2 separate regions of the Gossypium hirsutum genome follow, and region 2 is linked to region 1. Evidence: chromatin contacts called from public Hi-C data. All regions are on one chromosome and are shown on one strand. Each heading gives the region's core, a stretch centred on a gene start, on an enhancer-like site or on the middle of the called end of the contact. The rest is flanking DNA. Distances are from core to core; before and after follow the strand shown.

Region 1 (5,368 bases), core at 1,175-3,674:
ATTTTACAAAGATACCAAATAGTTTAGTATCCATACCCTTCTTTAGATAATCAAGACCTCAACTCCCTATTTCAAACCTTTTAGCAAACAAAATTTTATCGAGCTTTGTGCTCTCAAACCTTTTCAAGGTCAGTTTTGTATCGTCAAATTCCTCATTGGCCTTATCAATAGCTTGATTCTTAATGAGCACTTCCTTCTTATGGGCTTTTTTTTTACTTCTAAGATACATACTTCCTCTCATAGATCTTCGTTTATTTCACACACAATTTCCATTTTCTTTAACAGGTGAAATAAGCATTTTCAATGGAACCTTCTTCACTTTCTTCCTCAGTCTCTCCTTCCATTATGACAGTGAATGCCTCAAAGCTACTCACTTCTTCATTAGACTCAGATATATCACCTTTTAATTCTTCATTGCTCTAGGTGGTGGCAAGTGATTTTTACTTCTTGGTATTTGGACATTCTATCTATACCATTTGCACTTATAGCATTGCACAGTCTTTTTCTTCATGAACTCCCCTCTATTCTGGTTTTTCTTAGGCATTTCTTCTTGTTCATCCACTACAATTTTTTTTCTTTGCAAAACGCTTTATAGTCTTGTTCAAATTTTTTGATAATAAAGCAATCTTCTCTTTGAGAATTTTCATGGTCTTTGTGGAATTCAAAAATTGTTTCTTCTTCCTCCATCTTTATATTTTCAAACCATGTGGTTAACATTTACAATTTCAACATCCAAACAATTGTGTTTCCTTTATACTAATTCTGTAGAATTATCCAAGCATCTTTGGCCGCCTCACACATAGATATCACTTTGAGTTGCTCCATATCCATACCACTAAATATGGCATTAAGAGCTTTGAAGTTTTTGAAAGCCATCCTTTTTCTCTTCATTTGTATGTTGAGTTTTCTCATCTACTCTAGTAGTAATGGGTTGTGTCCAGACATCTTCAATTGTTTCTCGACCAGCAACATCTATTGACATGATGAACGCCTTCATGTGTGCTTTCCAATAGGCATAATTTGAAGATCCTATTAGAAAAGGGGCTCGTGAGACTAAACTACCTTTTTTCATAGGTTCCATAACTACAGAACTGATACTGAATATCTTTTTAAGTTTGCTCTAATACCAATTGAAAAATAATTAGTCTACAGATATGATTTATCAACTTTGTTTAGTGTTTATTGTAACGATAGTTATAACAAAAATAAACAATGTAAGTAAAATAAGTATAGAAAAGAAGTAACAAAACTGATTTTTGTACGCAGCTTAGAGACAATGGTCCTCATTTGCGGAGCCTTGCTCAAGATAAATCTTTTATTCAATCACCAAATATTCCAATATTACACTTGTTTCCTATCAACTAAATCTCACAACTTCTTCTCCAGGCAAGTATATGCAACCTCAATAAAGAACTAATGATCCCACAACTCACAATGATCATTCAATAGAGATTTGATTAAGTGTTGCAAACACCTTTGTCAATTAACAAATACTTGAACACAAAAAGAGACAAACAAGTTGATCGAAACACAACGTGCGCACCATTTTGGTAGAAATCAACTTTTAAAACTTGATGATCTCCCAAGGGAGAATGTCGCCTAGCTCAGAGAGCAGCAAATATTCTTCTCTAAAATAGTTTATATAAGTCATTGAAAAGCTCCCTTGAATAAATTAGATAATTATCTCTAAAAAATAACACTTTAATAATCAAGATATAATAAGACTTTCATAAAGCCGATTGGAAGACTAACACCTTTAGTCGTCCCTAGCTACTCATTTTTCAAATATGTCATATTTAAAAGGACTAAACTTAGCCTGATCGAAGCTTGTACAAGGCCCAAAACGATGGCCGAAACAGAGAAACAAGTTTGTTATAATAGTACATGGAACGATCACCAACAATTTTCCCAACACTACATATTTTCCTATAATAGAAACATTAGAAATAATTTTTTAAAAATGAAATCCTTGTATTTATATATTCAAACTGGGCTAACAAATATTATATTTAAAAATAGTTGAAAAAGTAATTTTTCATATATACCAGTTTGAATAAGTATGAATTCATTTTAAAATTTTTAAAAAAATCATTATTTTCAATATTTTTCAATTTTGCAAAACAGTTTTAGTGAAACCAAACTTTTATTGTCTTGTAATTTTAACTTCTTTTTATTTTCATTTTTGAACAATAATTTTTAAAATTTTCAATCAATATTTTATGTTTTCCAAAAAAATAAAACAAAAATAACTTCTATTTAATGAAATGAAACATAACCTAGATTTCCCACTAAAATGTAAGAAATAATTATCATATGTATTTATAATACTACAAATACATGCATCTTTCTCGACACATGGCTGCATACCCACATGTGGTGGTATTTTAGCCATAAATATTTAGTATAAATTAACGTCCACCCTTCACCCTTGACAACCCATCCCCCTTCTCTCTACTCTCTATCTTACTATTTCTCTCATTAGCAGCTGCTACATAATACATCTCTTCTCTTTGTCTGACTTTATAACGTGAGAATGAGATCATCAAAGCGTTGTTCTCGATTTAGAAGAAAGGTTTTGGTTAAAAGAGGAAGGAAGATCCGAAGAAATGGCATGACTGCTGAGCCTGTAAGAACATCCATAGAAAGGAAGCTTCGGCAGCTGCAAAGGATGCTTCAGCCATGTTGTCCTGGGATTAACATGGAAACCTTGTTTCAGAGGACGGCTGACTATATCTTTCTTCTTGAAGCCAAACTGAGTTTGCTTCAGAATTTATCTACTTTTTATGGAGTCTAGTAGTAGCTGTCAATTATATTCGGTCTGTCACAATGTGTAAGGGGCCGGTGGCTTTCTTAATTTGATAATCTTGCAGATGGGAATGAAAAAAATGATTTTATTAATGCTTGCACTTCAGCTCTTTATAGAAAACTAACGCTTTCAATGCAGAAGGGTTTTTGCTTTGGGGATACAAGATATTTGTATAGATTCGTATCAGAATGAAAGGTATAAGAAAGAAGCTTAATAGAACCATGCAATGCAATATCTAATCATATCTTTAAAATGTGATTTTTGTTTAAGGGTTGGAAAGTTTCTTATTATATCATTCGGTATTGAAAATATTAATTTTTTTTAAATTTAAAATCGTATATATAATTTTTTTAAAATTCAAAATTGTTAAAATACTAACGTGGCACGTGGCAGTTAACTTACTTTACATGTATTTTCTAACCATTAATTTTTTTCCCATAATTTTGATGTAATTATATATATATATATTCTTAAACCCAAATCTAAAAACTACGCGGTTTTGGTCTGGGCAAGTAAATCAATTTTTTAAAGATTAATAGAGGTAGACCGACTGCAAAACTGTTCTGTCAATTCAAAGGGAAGGGTTAGCATGTTAGTGGAGTTTGGGAAATTTTTGATGAATTTTTAACAATAATTGAGTAAAAGTACCTCAAACCTTGTTGGATCAAATCAGAGGTTATTAATACCAGTTATCAGTTTAAAACATTTACAAAGAGAAGAGCTTCAATGGAGGAGTTCTTTCAATTTCATTCAAGCTCAACTAGTCCAGACTTCTCGCCTGAATCATTGTTTCGATCACCGTCTGTGGAGACTTTGTCAGGTCGCTGGGATGAACTTCTTCTCAACTTCAATGACTTCGAAGCAACGGTTTGGGTGGGTGGATATGGATGAGGCCTTGGATCAGTCCAAGAACGGCGTAAAGGAAGAAGACGTCGTATCAGATATTGCCAAACTGGAAGAGTTACCCAAGGAAGAGAAAGCTTAAGGAGGTGTAAGGAAGCGACTATGGGGAAAATACTCCGCTGGGATTAGAGATTCAACGAGAAATTGGGTTTGGGTTTGGCTTGGAACATTCGACAGTGCCGAAGCGGCCGCTTCAGCTTACGACCAAGCGGCGTTTTCGACGAAAGGATTATCGGCAATGCTCAATTTCCCGGTGGAAGTCGTTAGGGAATCGCTTCGGAGCATTAAATTCCGATGCGACCAAGTGTGCTCACCGGTGTTGGCACTGAAAAGGAGACACTGGATAGGGAAAACAAGACAAATTTTTTATCTAATCAAATTTGTTTACTTACCCCGACCAAAACGGCGTAATTTTTAGATTTGGATTTAAAAATAAAATTTTTATTCCAATTATAAAATGACATAGATATTAGGTGAACAAAATTAATGGTTAAAAAATTCATGTGACTAAGCTTACTGTCACATCAGCTAATTGTTAGTATTTTAACTATTTTGAGTTTAAAAAATAAAATGATAAGTAAAATTATATATATATTTTAACTTTTTAAAGTAGATGATTTAACAACAACTTTTTTATAGTCCAGTAATCATTTATGTAATTTACCCTTTATTTAATTTGAATAAATACTTTTATATTTTATATACAAATTTGATGATATATTTTGCATATTTTTATATATTTTTTTAATATCATTATTTTTCTTTTATAAATGTCGAAACTATTTTTATTTTGAAAAACGGGGTCGACTTTTAAAACAAAAATGAAGTCACTACCAATCTTTTTTTGAGGTGTGATCAGGTTACCTTAAGATTAATCATTTTAATAAAACATTTTGATTTATTAAAATAATGATTTTGGTCTACAAAATTCGAGAAAACGGGCTCGGGAGTCGGTTACGCACGATGAAGGATTAGCACCCTTGTAATGCCCAAAAATTGGTACCTAATTGATTAATTAACGTCCTAATGTCAAAATTTTGAAAAGATTTTAAAATACGATCCTCTTTAAAAACCTGAATAAATCGAATTTGATGTTAAGACTTCCTTGTCCCGAAGTAATAAGATGTCACATCCAGTAAGTTAGGATCTGGCATTTTAACCCTTGAAACTAAGCTTGTCTCATGCATTAAAGTTAAAAAAGGATATTCGGTTATTTGGATAAAAAAAATTGAAACCTAGTGAGTTAGGGCACGATTTTCACAAAGCTCAAAAGTACCGAATATTGCCTTATTTTTAAAAGTTTTCTTTTTTAAAATTGGAAAAAATTGACGCAATATTAAAACGATGCGTAAAAACTTTGATAAAAAAAGGGCAATATGAAAATACAAATAAACAATTTATAAAACACATAATGGCAATTATTTAAATACTAGCATCAATAATCAAAGACCAATGAATTTAAAACAAAGAGTATAAAATAAAAAAAAATATAAGGCAAAACAAAATGTAAACAAATTTAAAAATAATGAATTTGAAAATGAATAATAAGGGAAAAAGAAATTTGAAATCAACAATATACAAATCAATAAATAAAAAAATAGGTAATATATGTACAAGTTTGGAATAAATAATATATAAAAAATGAAAATAGGTAATATA
Region 2 (5,368 bases), core at 1,717-4,216, 120 kb before region 1:
CTAACATATGGTCGAAACCATTCCATTCCTTTTCCTTTACATAGATGCTCTCATGACCCATAAATGGGTCTGCTCACACAAGCTGTCAGTCAGAACATAGCTACACGGTGCTGGTTACACAAGCTGTCGAGTATCCGTAACAAATGCTAGAACTCGTAATCAAATCCGACACTTTATCTTTCCCTTGATCTAAATCCGTACGAGGCTTAACTTGATCTAAATAATCAAATTCAATCCATTCAATAATCATTCTATTCAATTCAATCCATAAATCATATTTTTGCAAAAATTATGCTTTTTCCCTTATTATTTTGATTTTTTTACAATTTAGTCCTTAAGCTCGTAAATTGAAATTCATGCAATTTCATCCCTACCCAAGCTAGTCGAATTCCATATAAGTCCATATCAACACATACAATTCATTATTTCACAATTTTCACCTTGTATTTTACAAAATTTACAAATAAATCCCTAATTGACATATTCAACAAAAATCACTTTTTAAAAGTTGTTTATATACCAACAATGATTCATTTTCTTCCATCAAACATAAAAAACCACATGAATAAACTCATAGAAAAATGCTAACCTTTTAAAAAAATTCAATTTAGTCCCCGGATTAGCTAGATTAAGCTACGACTTCAAAAACATAGAAATCATTAAAACGGGACGAAATCACACTTACAAGCACAAAGGAGACTTGGCTGAACCTTGAAACCTCAATAGAGCTTTTAAGTTTTATTTTTGGTGGATGAAAGCTTGTTTAGAAGATGACATTTTGTTATTCTTTAATTTACTTAGTTTATTTATTTAACCTTTGATTTTTAACTTAAAAATTATCTAATTCATGGCCATAAATGTCCACTTATATTTCAAATGGTCTAATTACCATTTAAGTACTCTTACTTTAAGGTTCTATAGCTATTTAATACCTTTAGCTTATAGAACTTAACTTTTACATCTTTTGCAATTTAGTCCTTTTTACCAAATTAAGCATGCAAACGATAAAATTTCTTAACAAAATTTTTATATGAACTTGCTAAAATTTCGTAGGTATTAAAATAATAATAAAATAAATATTTTCACATCAGATTTGTGGTCTCAAAACTACAGTTCTGATTTTACTAAAAACGGGCTGTTACATCCATGTATTTTGGGAAAGTTATTAATTTAGTCTCTATGCTTTGGTTTGATAAATTTTAGTCCCTGTACTTTTACATTTGTTAATTTTAGTCATTGTACTTTTTGAATTTTGAAATTATAGTGTTGGGTCAATCAATGACAATTAAATATGTTTTGTTAAATTCAGTTACTAGTCTTGTACTATACGTACAATTATAGATTGATTCCATATTCTCCAATTAGATCATTTTAATTCTCTATACTTTTCAAAATTTCAAATTCTAAATTTTATGCAAGTGATAGTCATTAATCCATTAACTAGTGTTTTAGTGATTAATATGTGGAAATAATAAGCTAACATGACATTACACATAGACTAATATGTTTGTTGCATCAAATTTTGAAGATAGCATAAGTTAATGAATTTAACATATATTATTTGGTGAGGATTCAAATTTTAAATTTTGAAAAATATAAAGACTAAAACTGACCAAATTAAAGTATAAGGATTAAATCCATAATTTTTGTAATGTATAAAACTAACAACAAAATTTATCCTTTATATTTGTGTTTGATTTGATTGTGGAAAAGAATGAAGTAAGAGATTTTTTGGTCTGGAGAATATTTTATCTTTATTTTCTAGCATTAATATCTATTTACAATTTATGTTTAGGGTTTATACATACTTTTCCAAATCTCCGACTAATGTATTTACAAAGGAAGAAATATTAAAGGAAGAAATATTAATAGTAAAAAATAAAACCAAATAAAAAAAAAGAAAAAGACAATAGGGAATTGAACCTAAGAGAGTAAAAAAAGTAGCCCTTCAACCAAAAAGCAACACTTAATCAATCAAGTGTGGAGAAGCAGAAGGAATGCATAGTTAAGGATCAAAAGCCAGATGGGTTGGTCTTGTTTCTGGTAAAAATCCAAGAAGTAGAGGGTCATCTATGGCGGTTCCACTTCAAATTTGTAGCTATAGAGGTTGCCTAGGTATCTTTGTCCCCATCTAACTAACAAAGCTATTCTCTTGAAAGGGTTAATAAGGTACCGAACTCTTTCTCGAATACTTTTTCTCCCGAGTCCTACATCATACCTTGATCTCTATTCACTTGCCGACATCTCACGACTCATGTTGCTACTCCGTACTAGATTATCTAGTGATACGTGTTTACCATTCATTCATCTAACCTAACATTTCATTATTTGAACTAAGTTGCTTTCTGATAAAATCCAGTGCCCTACATGACAACCTGGCATTAATTAGATTATTGAGAAATAAAATCAAGTTTAAGATTTAATTCAATCCATTCATGCAATTATCTAAAACCGTACATGACAGAAAAATAATAAAAAAGAATCTATCTGATAAGTTTGAAATTGATATCACAGTTTCTGTAGTTCTTTCTTTTAACCTCAAGCCGCGACCAATTTTGTAACAAAGCCGAAAATAAAAGAACAGTAGAGATGCATGCATGGTTTCAATGGTTGGAAATATTCAGCATTTATTAGGCGGGAGCTGAGAATTATTTTAGTTGATTATACAACACAGCGTAAATAAAGGGCAGCCACCATTTTCCGAAACAAATGACTGATCTATCAACTTCATGGAGTCAATTATTTAATTTTTGAGATCATGGAGTCAATTATTTAAGTAGTGTAGAGGGGGCCTGATTCTCATGGAATTTGCTTGACTTTTGCTTTATTCACTGTCGCAGTGGCTAATTGCCGTGCATGCATGAAAAACTAGGCACTTAATTTGTAGGTCGCTTTCCAAAGGGTGCGGGGTCGGGTGGGGGGATATGCCATACATGCGAAACAGGCCATCAAACACAGCCGAGCATGGATGCAGATTGATGGGGATTGGATTGAGATGACCGTAGAAATAATGTGTATTTGCATGGCAAAGATAAACACGAGTCCTTTTCCCATATGGGGTCTGATTTAAATGCATCACACGTGTATGAATTGATTGGTACCACTACCTATCAAGATATAAATGGTGGTTTTAACAAGATATTAAATCATTATTTTATGATTTCTCTTAGTAAAAGTATTCGGAAAGCTCTTACATTTCTAAGACAGATTTAATTTTGATTTCTCTACTAAAAAATTTAGTAATTTATCGTTTATATATTTTAAAATGTGTAAATTAACAATTCTGTTAAATAATGAAATAGAATGTTAATTTAAATGGTTAATTGCTAATTTGGTCTATAAACTATAATTAAAATATCATATTAATTTTTTAAAAATTTGCTTAAAATAATTCTAATAAAAATTTAAAATATTAAAACTAAATATAAATTATTAAAAATATGAACAATTATGTAAAAATATTTTTAAAAATAAAAATTCCAAATAAAAATTTCTAAATATTCAAAATATATATATGTAAAAAAATCTAAAAAAATTACAGAAAATGTTAAAATAATTTATGAAGCTGTCGAGTCGAAACTTGAAAATTTTTTACAAGGCTTTCTTTCTTATTTCTCAATTTCTTGAAATATAAAAAAGATTTTTCATGCCTGAGGCCATAAATAAATAAATAAAAACTTGATTGAAGAAGAAAAAAACCAAAAGTTTTGATTACTCAATTTTAAATTTCTCATACTTTTGTTAATTTTCAATTCCATCTTTACCGCCCATGTTTCCAACTAAAAGGCATATAAAAATTTATTTAATGTTTACTTTTTTCTACTTTAATGAATACTCATTTTTGCATCTCCTATGCTTTTTGTATCTCCTAATTGTGTGTACTCACCGCTATAAAATTATGATTACTCATTTTCACATCCCTTTAGCTATTACAAAACATTCACATTTGAAAATCTTACTGTTTAATACCCAAAGAAGCTTTAATATTTAAGTTATTAGGTTTAACAATTTTTGGTTTTGAATTTTTAATACAAATTTTTAGGTTCTGAACAAGTACTCCATGGGTTTTGAAATTTTAAAAGATAATGTTTAAAATTTATGGGAATAAATAAAAGATAAAAAGTGATCTTTTTTTTAAATAAAACCCCAAATTTATCAACACGTCTCCAGAGGTGGATAAGCAAGGAAATGAGCTCATTCTCTTTATCTTCTTCTTTGTTACCAAAAAGAAATGCAAAATTAAAATATTTTGTTTATTGTAAATGTGTTGTTTCTTTGGTTTGGTTGTATATTTGCAGTAAAAATGGTCGGGTTCTGAATGCCACATTAGCCGCCAAAATGACCTAGTACAACTACCGGTGTTTCTAAGAAAATATTTTTAATATGTTTATTTACTTTTGAAGGAAAAAAAACTTAGCGTGTTATCTCCTTTTTAACTAAAAGATACAATTTTCCAAAAACAAAATGATTTTAATGTTTACCTCGTAAAAGTTGTTTACCAAATTATTTACTAATTAAATCTCATTTAAAACTTTGCAACGAAAAAGTGAGTATCGACATGGTTTTGATTTTTAAAAACTTTTGATTTCATTCATCTTTAATTTAATTCCAAAGTTCAATATCTTAAACGAATTAAATGTTATGCATGTCAAAATTAACTCAAAATTTATATTCCACGCCACAATTCAAATAAAATCATATAGTTCTCAACTAACATAAATTATAATATCATGTCTACTATACTTTTAACGAAAATAATTCGAGCTGAGACCTTTGAATGCTGAGCCCATTTCTAACCTTGAAGGTTAACTATGAAGATTCAAATAAAAGGGGTGAGTTTTAAAGAGCTCAGTGTGAGTCTAAACACAAGAAAATTAGTGCAAAACAGAAGACAAGGCGTACAAAATTACAGTTCTTAGAGCAATTACAATCGTATAACAATATAAAGTATAACAGTTTATTTGAGTACGCCCATGAATGTCAATGCAATTCATGTTTAACAGAAAAGCTCCTATCCATACTCCTTTACACACCACAGTAAGAGTTCCCTAGAACTCATCCATCCCTACACACCGCGTTGTGGATAAACCACCAGTAAATGCATATAAACAACCAGTAAAAATAGGGGGCAAATGTAACGCGTAGGTTTGTGCAAGTATGCACAGTCGTTAGCAAGTAATAAGTAAGTAAAAGAGTTATCGTCTCCATAGGGACTGTATATGTTAATCAAATAATTGCAACATTAAAGATTACAAGTTGGTAACAGAACACAATAATTTTTATTGGAGGTGTTACAGTAAATTAATTAAATGCAAATGAATTAATCTAAATGCAATGAATAAAATGAGATAGTTTAGCAACAATTTCA

What was found. Hi-C and Micro-C count contacts between places; a contact is called where the count stands out from the background.
Region 2: a contact with region 1 is called in a Hi-C map of leaf, with 1.5 times the contacts expected there. The contact joins two enhancer-like sites. A contact is called at or near these places in 4 of 34 Hi-C or Micro-C datasets (hypocotyl and leaf).

The regions. Positions count from the first base shown.
Region 1 is chrD04:20,894,532-20,899,899 of Gossypium_hirsutum_v2.1, reverse strand. No RefSeq gene overlaps it. Among protein-coding and RNA genes, the nearest start is that of LOC121216162, 4.8 kb to the left of the region's middle. Within about 2 kb of position 2,424, at least 6 of the 9 cell types and tissues checked have an H3K27ac peak or open chromatin away from gene starts, as enhancers often do. A contact at or near this core is called in leaf, where this site is marked.
Region 2 is chrD04:21,016,154-21,021,521 of Gossypium_hirsutum_v2.1, reverse strand. No RefSeq gene overlaps it. Among protein-coding and RNA genes, the nearest start is that of LOC121216565, 8.3 kb to the right of the region's middle. Within about 2 kb of position 2,966, at least 4 of the 9 cell types and tissues checked have an H3K27ac peak or open chromatin away from gene starts, as enhancers often do. A contact at or near this core is called in leaf, where this site is marked.